Regions from separate parts of the Pan troglodytes genome. Here region 1 is linked to region 2. A link is a contact called in public Hi-C data. All regions are on one chromosome and are shown on one strand. Each heading gives the region's core, a stretch centred on a gene start, on an enhancer-like site or on the middle of the called end of the contact. The rest is flanking DNA. Distances are from core to core; before and after follow the strand shown. Region 1 overlaps TENM2 (teneurin transmembrane protein 2). Region 2 overlaps TENM2 (teneurin transmembrane protein 2).

Region 1 (5,345 bases), core at 1,867-4,366, 91 kb before region 2:
CTTTTTGCAAATGACTCTGCATGTAGGAGTGAAGCGCTGTAAGTTCCAGCAATGGGATCTCAATGCCAACCCAATGGAACTGGCCCAGCCTTGGCTGGAGTGGGACTGGAGGCTGCCTTTGAATTATGTAGTCAATAAATATTCATCAAGCACCTGTGATGTGCCAAACACAGTTCAAGGCACTGGAGATACGGCTGGGAAGAAAAGGGAGCAAAATTCTTGCACTCATGCTAGCTGAAGAGGGCAAAACTAAACCAAGATAGAAAATAGACAGCATGTCAGATGGTGAGTAATAGGTGCTAAGGACTAAAATAAAGAAGGGAGGGAGTGGAGAAAGAGAGAGTATAGGGAGTAGACAGTGTAATTTTAAGGACAGTACTGTTCTTTTCAGGAATACAGATGCATCTTCCCTAGTCTGGGAACTTAGCAGGCATGATAGGGTTTCCAAAAGGCATTCTGTATCAGCTCTATTTCTGCCCAGCTCTTCACTTCCCAGGACAAAGAGGAGAGAGAGGCAACTTTTAAAGGGGCCCATTCCAGCCTTCATGAATTGCATGGCAGCTTATTCTGTAAAATCACTCTTGAACCCCACACCATGGGAAGTCAACTTCCATCTTTTCCTTTGATCTGACATTTGCCCCTTCCCCAGTTGCTGGATTGGGAGAAGGAGTTGAACATGACTAAAGAGGCTCTTTATCATTTCTGTCTTCTGGAGGGCCTCTTTTTAAGGGTGATGTGTTTTTCTGCCCCTCTGAGCCCGAAGTTTGCTAAGGCAGACTCTGCTCCTGCAGGGGATGAGAGACCAGCAGGCAGCACTGGGAGGTGGGAAGAGAGCAGGAGAAATGCAAAGTGAGGTATTAAAAAGACCTAATGTGCAAGCTGCATTCTTCAATTCTGCTTTTCCAAAATAAGTCTCTATCTGTCTGACTCTTGTATCCACTCTACAGTTAGTTGAGTGAAACCTGAGGGGTAGGAAGGAGACAGAGGTGTGCTTAATAATTCCTCTCAAATCCCATTAGCCTATACTCTGAGTTAAACTTCTATATGCCAAGCGCTTTGCTAATTTCTAAAAATGTATTATCTCAGTGGATTAGCACAGGGCTCCTGTTGTTAATTTGCATTTTTATCCCCATGTAACAGATGAGACATTGAGGCTCAGAGAGGTTAAATAACGTGTCCAACGTCAATCAGTAAGCATGTGGCAGAGATGGACTCCACACCCCTGTCATCCTGATCCTAAGACCTAGGAGCTTTCTGGTATAAGATGCTGCCTTTTGGGGAAGACTGTGAAAACCTGAGTTCCCTCAGGGATGTAACTAAATCAGGCTACTTCTTCTATCAAGACCCAATGGCCTGCATCTGGGGAAATCTTAATTCCAAGGTTGGATGTCTTGGAAGTTTCTGGAACTGGCTGATCATAAAATGGGTCCAGGAAGATTCGATAGTGTTATTTTTTCCTACCCCTCTCTCTCTCCTGCTTCCAGAGTCATTGATAGGCTGGTCTTATTGAGTTACATCTTCCCAAAAATTCAGGGACAGTTCCCATGTGGAGTCTGAAGGTGGAGTTACAAATTCCATTCATAGCCCTGCTTTACAACGCTAGTGTGCAATGCAAAGAACGCTGGGCTTGGAGATCTGGATTCCAGTCCTGCTTCACTACCAACTCCCTGTGTGGTCTTAGGGGAGTCACTTCGATTCTCTGAGCCTCAGTTTCTTTATCAATAAAATGGGGATAATCAAATCCATATTTAGACAGTCACTGTGACAACACGGCAGATAAATGGCTTCTCTACCTCATGTTCTATGCAGAAAAAAAAGATATGGCCACTCTTCTCACCTATAGGGGGATTTGTACTCTGCCCCCCGTAACAGAGTGGGAAGAGAGGAATCCCCCTAAGGAAGCTCTCACTGAAGGACAAATCATTTTCTTTCTTTCTTTTTCTTTTTTTTTTGAGACAGAGTGTTGCTCTGTCGCCCAGGCTGGAGTACAGCTGCGTGATCTCAACTCACTGCAACCTCCACCTCCTGAGTTCAAGTGATTTTCATGCCTTTGCCTCCTAAGTAGCTGAGACTATAAGTATGCACCACCACACTTGGCTAACTTTTGTATTTTCAGTAGAGATGAGGTTTTTCCATGTTGGCCAGGCTGGTCTCAAACTGCTGGCCTCCAGTGATCCTCCTGCCTTAGCCTCCCAAAGTGCAGAAATTACAGGCATGAGGCATCGCTCCCGACCAGGACAGACTTTTCTAGTAGCCTCACAGCCTCTGTGTGGTTTTCTTCATCACCCTTTCTCTAAAGTTTTGGCTAAGGCTATGCAGTGTTGGTCTTGACCACACTGCCCTGACAGGAGGTGAAGTTATGTCTGATTTTTAAGTTGGCTGTGTGTCTTCCAATTGGCTGATCATGTGCCAAAAGTGCCATAAAACAAAAAGAACTCACCATCTTTTCAGGTAGAAAAGAAAACCCTATACATTTGAACCCCACAATGGAGAATTTGTGATCACTGGATTTATCTACATTATGAAAAAAAGGGCAGCTTATCAAATTAAGATAAAAAAATTCAGTTTCAATGTAACTTCTGAACATTTTAAAACACAATTACGAGTCATGCCTATGTTTTCATTAAACTAGGGACACTTTCTGGAAAATACTTTCCCTTTTAGAGTTCAGATCTGTGGATGCACTTGAACCCAAGCTTCTTTATGACAGTCTGTAAACCAGGCCCAGTTCAGGCTGGCCTCCCTGAGACGGATGTTTTTTCCCCCTCTTTCAGGAGAGCCAACAAATTGTTTCTGAAATGCATTAGGTCTTTGGTTGAAACTGTCAGAAAGGAAGATGAAAATCTCGGAGGTGTTTGGGTGAGTGTATAGCTTCAGCCTAATTCGGTATGAGAGCCAAGGACAGCACTCAGATGGTACCCTCGAGGGCAGAATCACTGGCTGGTAAAGTTTGATCAAAACTACAGTGTCCTGAAGGGTATTAAGATGCTTCAGAAATCTCAAGCATCATTAAGGTGCTTGAGAAAGAGTTGCCCAAAGAAGAAAGTCAGAACCAGGGAAAGCAATTCTTCTGCAATGCACTAAATATCCAGCAGGTGGCAACAGCTTCCTTTTACATTCTCCCAAGACCATTGGCATACAAACAGGAAGTAAACATTGCTGGGTTTAGGAATGATCAACAATGAGGTTTTCTGTTCTCCCTCTTGTCCCCCCCCTCCTTTTTTTTTTTTGCTGTGCCAACTCTCCCTAACTTACTACATTCTCAGCTAGCAGCAGCATCCAGACAAAACACAAGCAAGGACTCCAAGTACACAGGGGTTAACACACTCCTTCATCACCTAGGAGAGCCAGATATTTATAAATTCTGCTCCAGTCTCAGCCAGCCACTGGGAGAATCATGCCTAGTAACTTCCTCCAACCAGCATCCCACCATTAGTACCTACAGCAGCAGACACTTTGACCAAGAGCTGCCTGCAGGAGCTAGGAAAAACAGCTTTTTGCAAAACAAGCGTCAGGACTATTAAGTATGAGATAATTGTTAGGGGAAATATGACCAGCTCTCGCATCTTTTAATATACCTAATGCTTTATCTGTATCGATCTGCTTCTGCTAAGGAGGAAATTCAGAGTTTATCTACCTGTCTGTGCAGTCAAGTGTGTTGCTGGACCTATTGGCAAATCACAGGAGCCCCACTGGGATCTTGCCTTTTAGGTTCTAATTTCCGCACCCATGGCAAACTTGAATAATCAGCAAAGTTAATCAACATTTTACCTCCCAGGTGCTGTGCATGTCCAATATCCTGAAATTTGAACAGCAAGCAGGCAACAGGAATTCCCAACTCTAGTAGGGAGGATGCTCAATATCAGAGATCCATTAGAGCAAATCATTTCAGAGTCAGGGAGAGGGGACATGAATATCTTGAGGCCATAAGACATCATTAAAGTTAGAAAGACAACGTGACAAAGCAATTTAAAAAGCTACACAAACGACCCAGTCCTAATGCCAGCTAGGGCAAGGGAAGGGCTCTTCAGAGATGCTTTACAAACCCACTTACTCATAGAAAGTCGTCCATCCTGTTTCATCGCTCTTGGTGGCCAGGAGCCCAGTGTTCCCATCATAGGTCATGAGACCAAGCTCCAGGTTCTGTGTGGACACGACTTTGAGGCCTCCATTGGTGCCCACGGTGAGGGTGATGATCTGGTTGTCAGGCATGAGCAGGTGACGGGGCATGCCACTGCTGTCCCGACGGATCTTCAGGGAATTCCCATTATTGTCAATCAATTCAGTGACATCATTGTCAGTACTATATGTGAAATTGTACAAGTACTCCCCTGTCACCAGGCTCACAGTGTATTGGTGGATGCCATCAGCGTTGAAGACATATAACTCCTGCTCTCCGGGGGATGCAGCCTCATACTGGTTGAAGGCATTAAGAACAGGCTTGTTCTTGCTGACCGCCCTGATCCGAATATTTCCAAGGTCTGCAATGTAGATGGTACCATCTGGAGCTACAGCTAAGGATGATGGGGAATTCAAGATGGCATCAGTCGCGTAGGCATCATCTCCTGAATAGCAGTTGCAATTGACATCGTTTTTGCAGTCGCAGTCCGAGGCTGCCCCAGCTAAAAGGCAGATCTCCCCGTTGGTTGTTACCTGGCGTAGACGGTTAATCTTCTTCTCATCTGTCTCAGTGATGTAGAGGACCCCAGTGTGAGAAATGGCAATGGCACTGGCTGACTCCAGGGCAGAGTGAATGGCTAGTTTGCTGAGTGAGTAGTCAATGCCAGGAACTTGGCAGTGCATGGGGCGTCCCGCAATGATGCTGACTTGGTGGTTCTCGGTGATTCGAAGGATGACATTGTTCTCTAGAACATACAAGGAGTTATCCATGGGATTGACAGCAAGGTCTGTTGGCCACTCCAGACGAACCTGTGGATGACGTGGTATCAGATTAAAGAACAGCCTTTAATATGTCCAACGTTTAACTGTAGGGCACTTACTGGTTTTATATATCTAGGAAAAAAGACAGCTTTTTAATAACACATTGTATTAGAAATGCTCTTCATTGAACCAGCTGCTCATTGCCCATGATGAGTGGGTGTGATGGAGAAGAAGAGATAATATAATATATATTTTCTACCGTGTCACCTGCCATGACCAGAACAGGCCATCAGCTCTACCTATGATGCTGCTTCTCAGCTTCAGATGGCTGGACCAGCATCAGAGCTGTTACATATGGTTGCACAGGTAGTTCACTGCACAAGAGACCATGCCATCCAGCCCATACTCTGCTCTCCAAGCAGACGCCTATGGAAGCTATGTACATTTAGAGGCGGCACCTGTAT
Region 2 (5,277 bases), core at 2,478-4,977:
AAATTATAGGGGGGTGGTGGGGGAGAATCAGCAATGGAACAGCTTTTGCATTCTGTTAAAAGTTTATCCATAATCTTTATCAGTAAAAGGCCATCGCTTTAGGTTTTCACTTAAAATAAAAAAAGGAACTCCAAGGATAGTTCTAATAAGAGCCCCTGGAGGAATAGGTTAATTAACCAATCAGAGAATTAGCTGATTCCACAGGCCTGGTGGTAAGGATGGCTCCACAGTGGCTAATTTCATCTCAACTTGATCTCATTGTAGAGTCATGAAAGCTCAAGTGTTCAAGGACAATAGCCACAAGAAAAAAAAAGTTTTCATAACTTAGAATGAGACTGGAATGAGATTCAGAAGCAGCTGTCCTCAGTCTGAAGTTGGTTAATTCTGACAGTCACTTTCTTCTCAACCTGTTCCCTATTGTTCTGAAGCACTCTCCCTCTTGGACTGTGACCCTGTCTACTTCTGATGACAATCACTTAATCAGCACATTGGATCATTGCACGGCTGGTTTTACCTTGGGTAAAGATTCATTTTCCTTATTAACATCACAAGCACCGATTTCTTTCCCCAACCAATTAAAGAGGAAAAATAGAAGGGCCCAGTGCGATACAGGGAAAAGAAAACTGTTCTGACTTGTGGCACCTGGGCAGGTCACTCAGCCTCACAAGGTCCTAGGAATCAAGCCCTTATGATTCTGAGATGAAATCGGAGGTTAGGACCACATAGATAAAATACACAAGTTGAAATAACCATTGCAGCCTTTACTCACTACCCCGATATCAAACAGTTCACTCAGGGTTGGGAAGTGCCCAGAGTGGGCAGATTTAGTCTGCGGGTTAGTTTGTATTATTCAGAGCAGATGTCTGGATAGCCCATGTTCAGGAGATAATTGCAAGAGTCCACAGTTAGCATGTAGCATCCCTCCTTGATTCCCCGGCAATGCAAATGTTGGCTTCTTCTTGCATTTTGCCCAATTGTTCTGCTCATGAACACACACTAACATCTACTTTACCTCTTCATGAGACGCTGATCTACATTTACTATATATAGTTCTTAGTGATTTTGATCTATTATTATACACATTCTATAGTTCCTCCATGTCCTGGTGTTACAGCCTTTGCATGGCCTTTTGATGTTAGTTACCAGTATTTTTTTGAGACAGGATCTCGCTCTGTCACTCAGGCTGGAGTGCCATGGTGTGATCTTGGCTCACTGCAATCTCTGCCTCCCTGGGCTCAAGCAATTCTCCCACATCGGCCTCCCAAGTAGCTGGGACTACAGGCACGTACCACCATGCCCAGCTAATTTTTGTAGTGACAGGGTTTCACTATGTTGGTCAGGCTGGTCTCAAACTCCTGATCTCAAGTGATCCGTCTACCTCAGCCTCCCAAAGTGCTGGGATTACAGGCATGAGCCACTGCGCCTGGTCTAGGTCCCAGTATTAACAAGGGGTGATGGTGGTGGTGGTGGCAGATGACAGGAACAACAACCCATTTTAAAATTATGTTTAAAGAATAAACCTCTTCTAGCCACACAATGTGCCGTCTGCGCTAGTCATAAGAGTAAACTGCACGCTATACAAAAAATGCTAATATATTCCAAAGATACACATGAACTGTGGCTGATATGTATTCAAAGTATATTTTTTATCTACACAATTCTGTAGATTTTAGCCATGCCATATATTTAACTTTTAAGGAAAAGGTTACACAACAATCATTGCTTGGTAGAATCCAGTCTGCCAATAAGTTAGCTCTAACAGTTAACATTGAAGTCTTATACCTTATATTTAAATGTTTAGCAATCTCTACTATTTTTTCAAATATAAATAATTTGGTTGCAAATTCCAGAAAGGCATTAACCAAACATGGACTGATCCTGGGGCTTCCACCTGACTAAGTTTTAGAAGTCTGTCCTTGTGTCCTCATCTTTTTTCCCCATTTCTCTTTTTGATTCTTTGAGTACAGTAAATGTAATCCACAAGGACTGATGTGAATTGTTCAGTTGACTATTTGCAATGACCCTAAGAAAACTACCTCACTATGACCTTTTGTAAACAGGCCACAGACAACCCAAGTGTCCAACACTAACTCCCACAATTCTGCCTTACCCAAAATTTCCCTATGCATTGTTTGCTGACTTGGTACCATGTCATTTTTATGTATTTTCTATTTTGAAAATATAGCATTTGAGGCTGCGCTTGGAAAGGACCAAAGAGCCCCCATTTCCTCTCTGTCAGTATCCCCAAGGAGGAGAACTGATGCTGGGCTTGTAAATTGTGGCATTTACTTTAAAGGAAATGACAGGAGCGTCTGCTCAAACTAGAAGAATAAAACTCCCCAAAGCAGCTCTGGGGGCCGGAGATAGAAAAGCAAAAGATGCAATTATGCACGTATGAACATCTCTCTGGTTTTTGAATGGCAAATCTCACTGATCAAGGTATGCTTGGCTTTGTTTTTGAGAAAACCACAGTGAACATAACTATGAGGAGATGGCACATGTCCTACTAATAAAGCCACAGAGCCCTAATTTCTCACAAGAAAAGGCTTAGGCAGTAAAGATCTTTATAACATACAGAGCACAAACTCTAAAGTCACAGGAGATCATCGTTCTGAACAAGAGACTATACTGGACCAGCACTCTCTTCATTTTGGGAGCTTTAGCTGGCATATCAATTTACACTTTCTGAATGTCTCTCAAGAACTCATGTATGTCATCTCACAAAGATGTGAAACCTGTACCAAACACTTCAAGTAGCAGAAACACTTTTTTTTCCAACTTATCTCACCCAAAGGACTAGCTTGACCGAAACATCTATGCTCTCTTGTTGGCCAATTCCTTGCTGTTGTCTACTGAGACCAAAGTTGTCATCTTCCCATCTCTTTTTCAAGGGCCCCGGCAGCATTTCAGCACATCTATTGTTTTTTCTCCACTCCCACTCTGTGATATCTGGAGTAGACCCCTCAGATCCTTCAAGCTACAGTTGGTGTCCTTTTCTTAATGGGGGTGTGGACCTGCCTTGCTTTTCTCCCCTCTATCCATCAAGATTTGTGCAATTCAGGAGTTAGCCTTTCTTTTTTTTTTTTTCCCATAACGGGCCACACAAGCAGCTTTGTGGGCCATGCGGTCTCCTAATTACTCAGTGCTGACAGGTGGCATGGAAGCTGGCGAGGCATCAGTGAATGGGTGTGGGTGTCCTGTAATAATACTTTGTTTATGGTCACTGAAATGTGAATTTCATATCATTGTCATGTGCCAGGAAATAGTTTTCTTTGGATTTGTTTTCAACCCTTAGAAAATGTAAAAACTATTCTTAGCTGGCAAGCCATGGAAAAACAGGCAGCAGGCCAGATTTGGCCCTCTGGCCATAGTTTGGCGACTCCTCCTCGAATCCATCTGGACTGCCCTCTTGTGAGCTATTTCCAAAGTAAAGACAGATTGTAGGTAGGAGAGAGCCAGCAGGCATCATTGTGGAAACACTAACCCTGCCCCTCTGTCCCCCAGATGTGGGAAGGGGGAGCAAAGGGGAGGTGAGGTTGGATTGTATGAATTAAAAGAAAGTAGGATTATCTACCTCAATGCTGATGATTGGCAAGAGCTTTTGAGGGGAGGATTTGGGACAATGGAGATATGGGGAGGGGAATCTTCATGTAAATAACACCAGGCATGCAATAGTACAGCAAAAGGAATGCCCCTGATGAATGGAAGCTATTGTAAGAACTGTCTCAGTATAGGGCTGTGCACAGCCCTCCCTTGAAAGTCTTTTGAATTATTCCTCAGACTCTGCAGGGAACTGAGGATAAAAGCGGCTGCAGGGGAGCAAGACCTGGAGCGTCATCGAGAGATTGCAAAAACAATTCACTGCCAACAGACTGTCCCAGCAGGGTCCCAGTGCTATGGTCGTGGCCCTGATTGGCATGCTGCCCCTCGGATGCCCAATCAGATGGAACTGGAAGAAATCGAATACAGAGTCAGTCCACTTTATCTCTGTATAACCACCCAAATGAACAGCATGGGAAATTGAGTCTGATCTCATGAATCAGCCCTGCGCAAGCTCCTAGCCCTGTCTCTCACTCCAGGTGGCCCATCTGTGACTGGGGTTGTTAGGCAGGGACAGAGGGGAGGGTCTCAAACTTGATGGCTGGGATCAAAGGTAACTTCAAGGGGCCAAACTGTAGTTTGGCTGGAAACGTCTTTGAGAATTTCCATGCAGGCAAGTAGATTAACCAGCTTGGTATAAAAATGGATCCTAGGCTTGATCTAATTAAATAACAAAAGTAAAAACCGGAGGTAAAATGATGCTCAAGTTGACAACTTTGTCATCCCAACTGTCTGAGAGATGTGCAAAGCCAAACAGCATTGGCTCCCAGCTTCTCTACCAAAGGGATGATTAGGTACGTTTAATCCAGTATAGCCCTACCCTAAACCACAATTGTGCCGAAAAAGAGAGAAAAATAAAAATGAAGAAACTCCAAAACTATTTCTTCTTAACAAAGAAAATGACCTTTAAATTATTCTTGGTCCAGAAGCTTTTATAGAGAGGTGGCTGAGTGAGAATAAAATGGGACCAGAGGAGGAGACATTTAATGACGGTGGTGGTGATGGGGAATCTCAGGACCTTACCGTGGTACCTGCTACGGAGGGAACCTGAGAGTCCTGCCTGCGTCTAACCTGACCTAAAATTAGTGAGTTCACCTTGTTGCCAGCAAGCAGGGATCCAGTGATCCAGCCAGCTGAGAGAGGATTTAAAAAGGGGAGAGTTGCAGACCACAGTGATTTGAGGTGCTTGCAACCCCCAGACACCGACAATTTCCCATGCATGTGCATTTCTCCCTCCCTGAGATTGGAAGTTTGGAGGGGTTTTCTTATCTGCTCTGGTCCCTTTCCTTTCAACTCGGAATCCTGGAAAGAAGGAAAAGCCCTTCCCAATTAGGGACCTCATTTTTCTCTTTCCCTATCCCCTGGGAGATTTGGAGGGGCAGCAGGAAATGTGGGAGAGCACTTGTGTCCCTGAAGGAACAGCCAGTTGCCATGCGCGACCGTCACTATAGATCTACGATTTATGAAAATAAAGCAATATGTGCCTGTTTCGGTGCCTGCCGTTTGCCTACCAATGGTGCAGTGTTCACCATTCCAGCCCTCTCGGCATTCACATTTGCCATCTTTACAGGTCCCGTGCTCAATGCAGCGGGGGTGGCACACGCGCTGGTCACACGCTGCGCCTGTCCAGCCCTCTTCACAGCGGCAGGCTCCCCCGATGCAGACGCCGTGAGTGCC

What was found. Hi-C and Micro-C count contacts between places; a contact is called where the count stands out from the background.
Region 1: a Hi-C map of stem cell-derived neural progenitor cells shows a contact between it and region 2, with 4 times the contacts expected there. The contact joins two enhancer-like sites. A contact is called at or near these places in 3 of 7 Hi-C or Micro-C datasets (blood, induced pluripotent stem cells and stem cell-derived neural progenitor cells).

Annotation. Positions count from the first base shown.
Region 1 is chr4:165,891,097-165,896,441 of NHGRI_mPanTro3-v2.0_pri, reverse strand. It overlaps TENM2 (teneurin transmembrane protein 2), which reads right to left. Exons shown (of 40, transcript XM_054685276.2): 34 at 4,055-4,929. Among named protein-coding and RNA genes, the nearest start is that of WWC1, 71 kb to the left of the region's middle. Within about 2 kb of position 3,116, at least 6 of the 24 cell types and tissues checked have an H3K27ac peak or open chromatin away from gene starts, as enhancers often do. A contact at or near this core is called in stem cell-derived neural progenitor cells, where this site is marked.
Region 2 is chr4:165,800,296-165,805,572 of NHGRI_mPanTro3-v2.0_pri, reverse strand. All of the region lies in intron 23 of TENM2 (teneurin transmembrane protein 2), which reads right to left. Among named protein-coding and RNA genes, the nearest start is that of WWC1, 160 kb to the left of the region's middle. Within about 2 kb of position 3,727, at least 5 of the 24 cell types and tissues checked have an H3K27ac peak or open chromatin away from gene starts, as enhancers often do. A contact at or near this core is called in stem cell-derived neural progenitor cells, where this site is marked.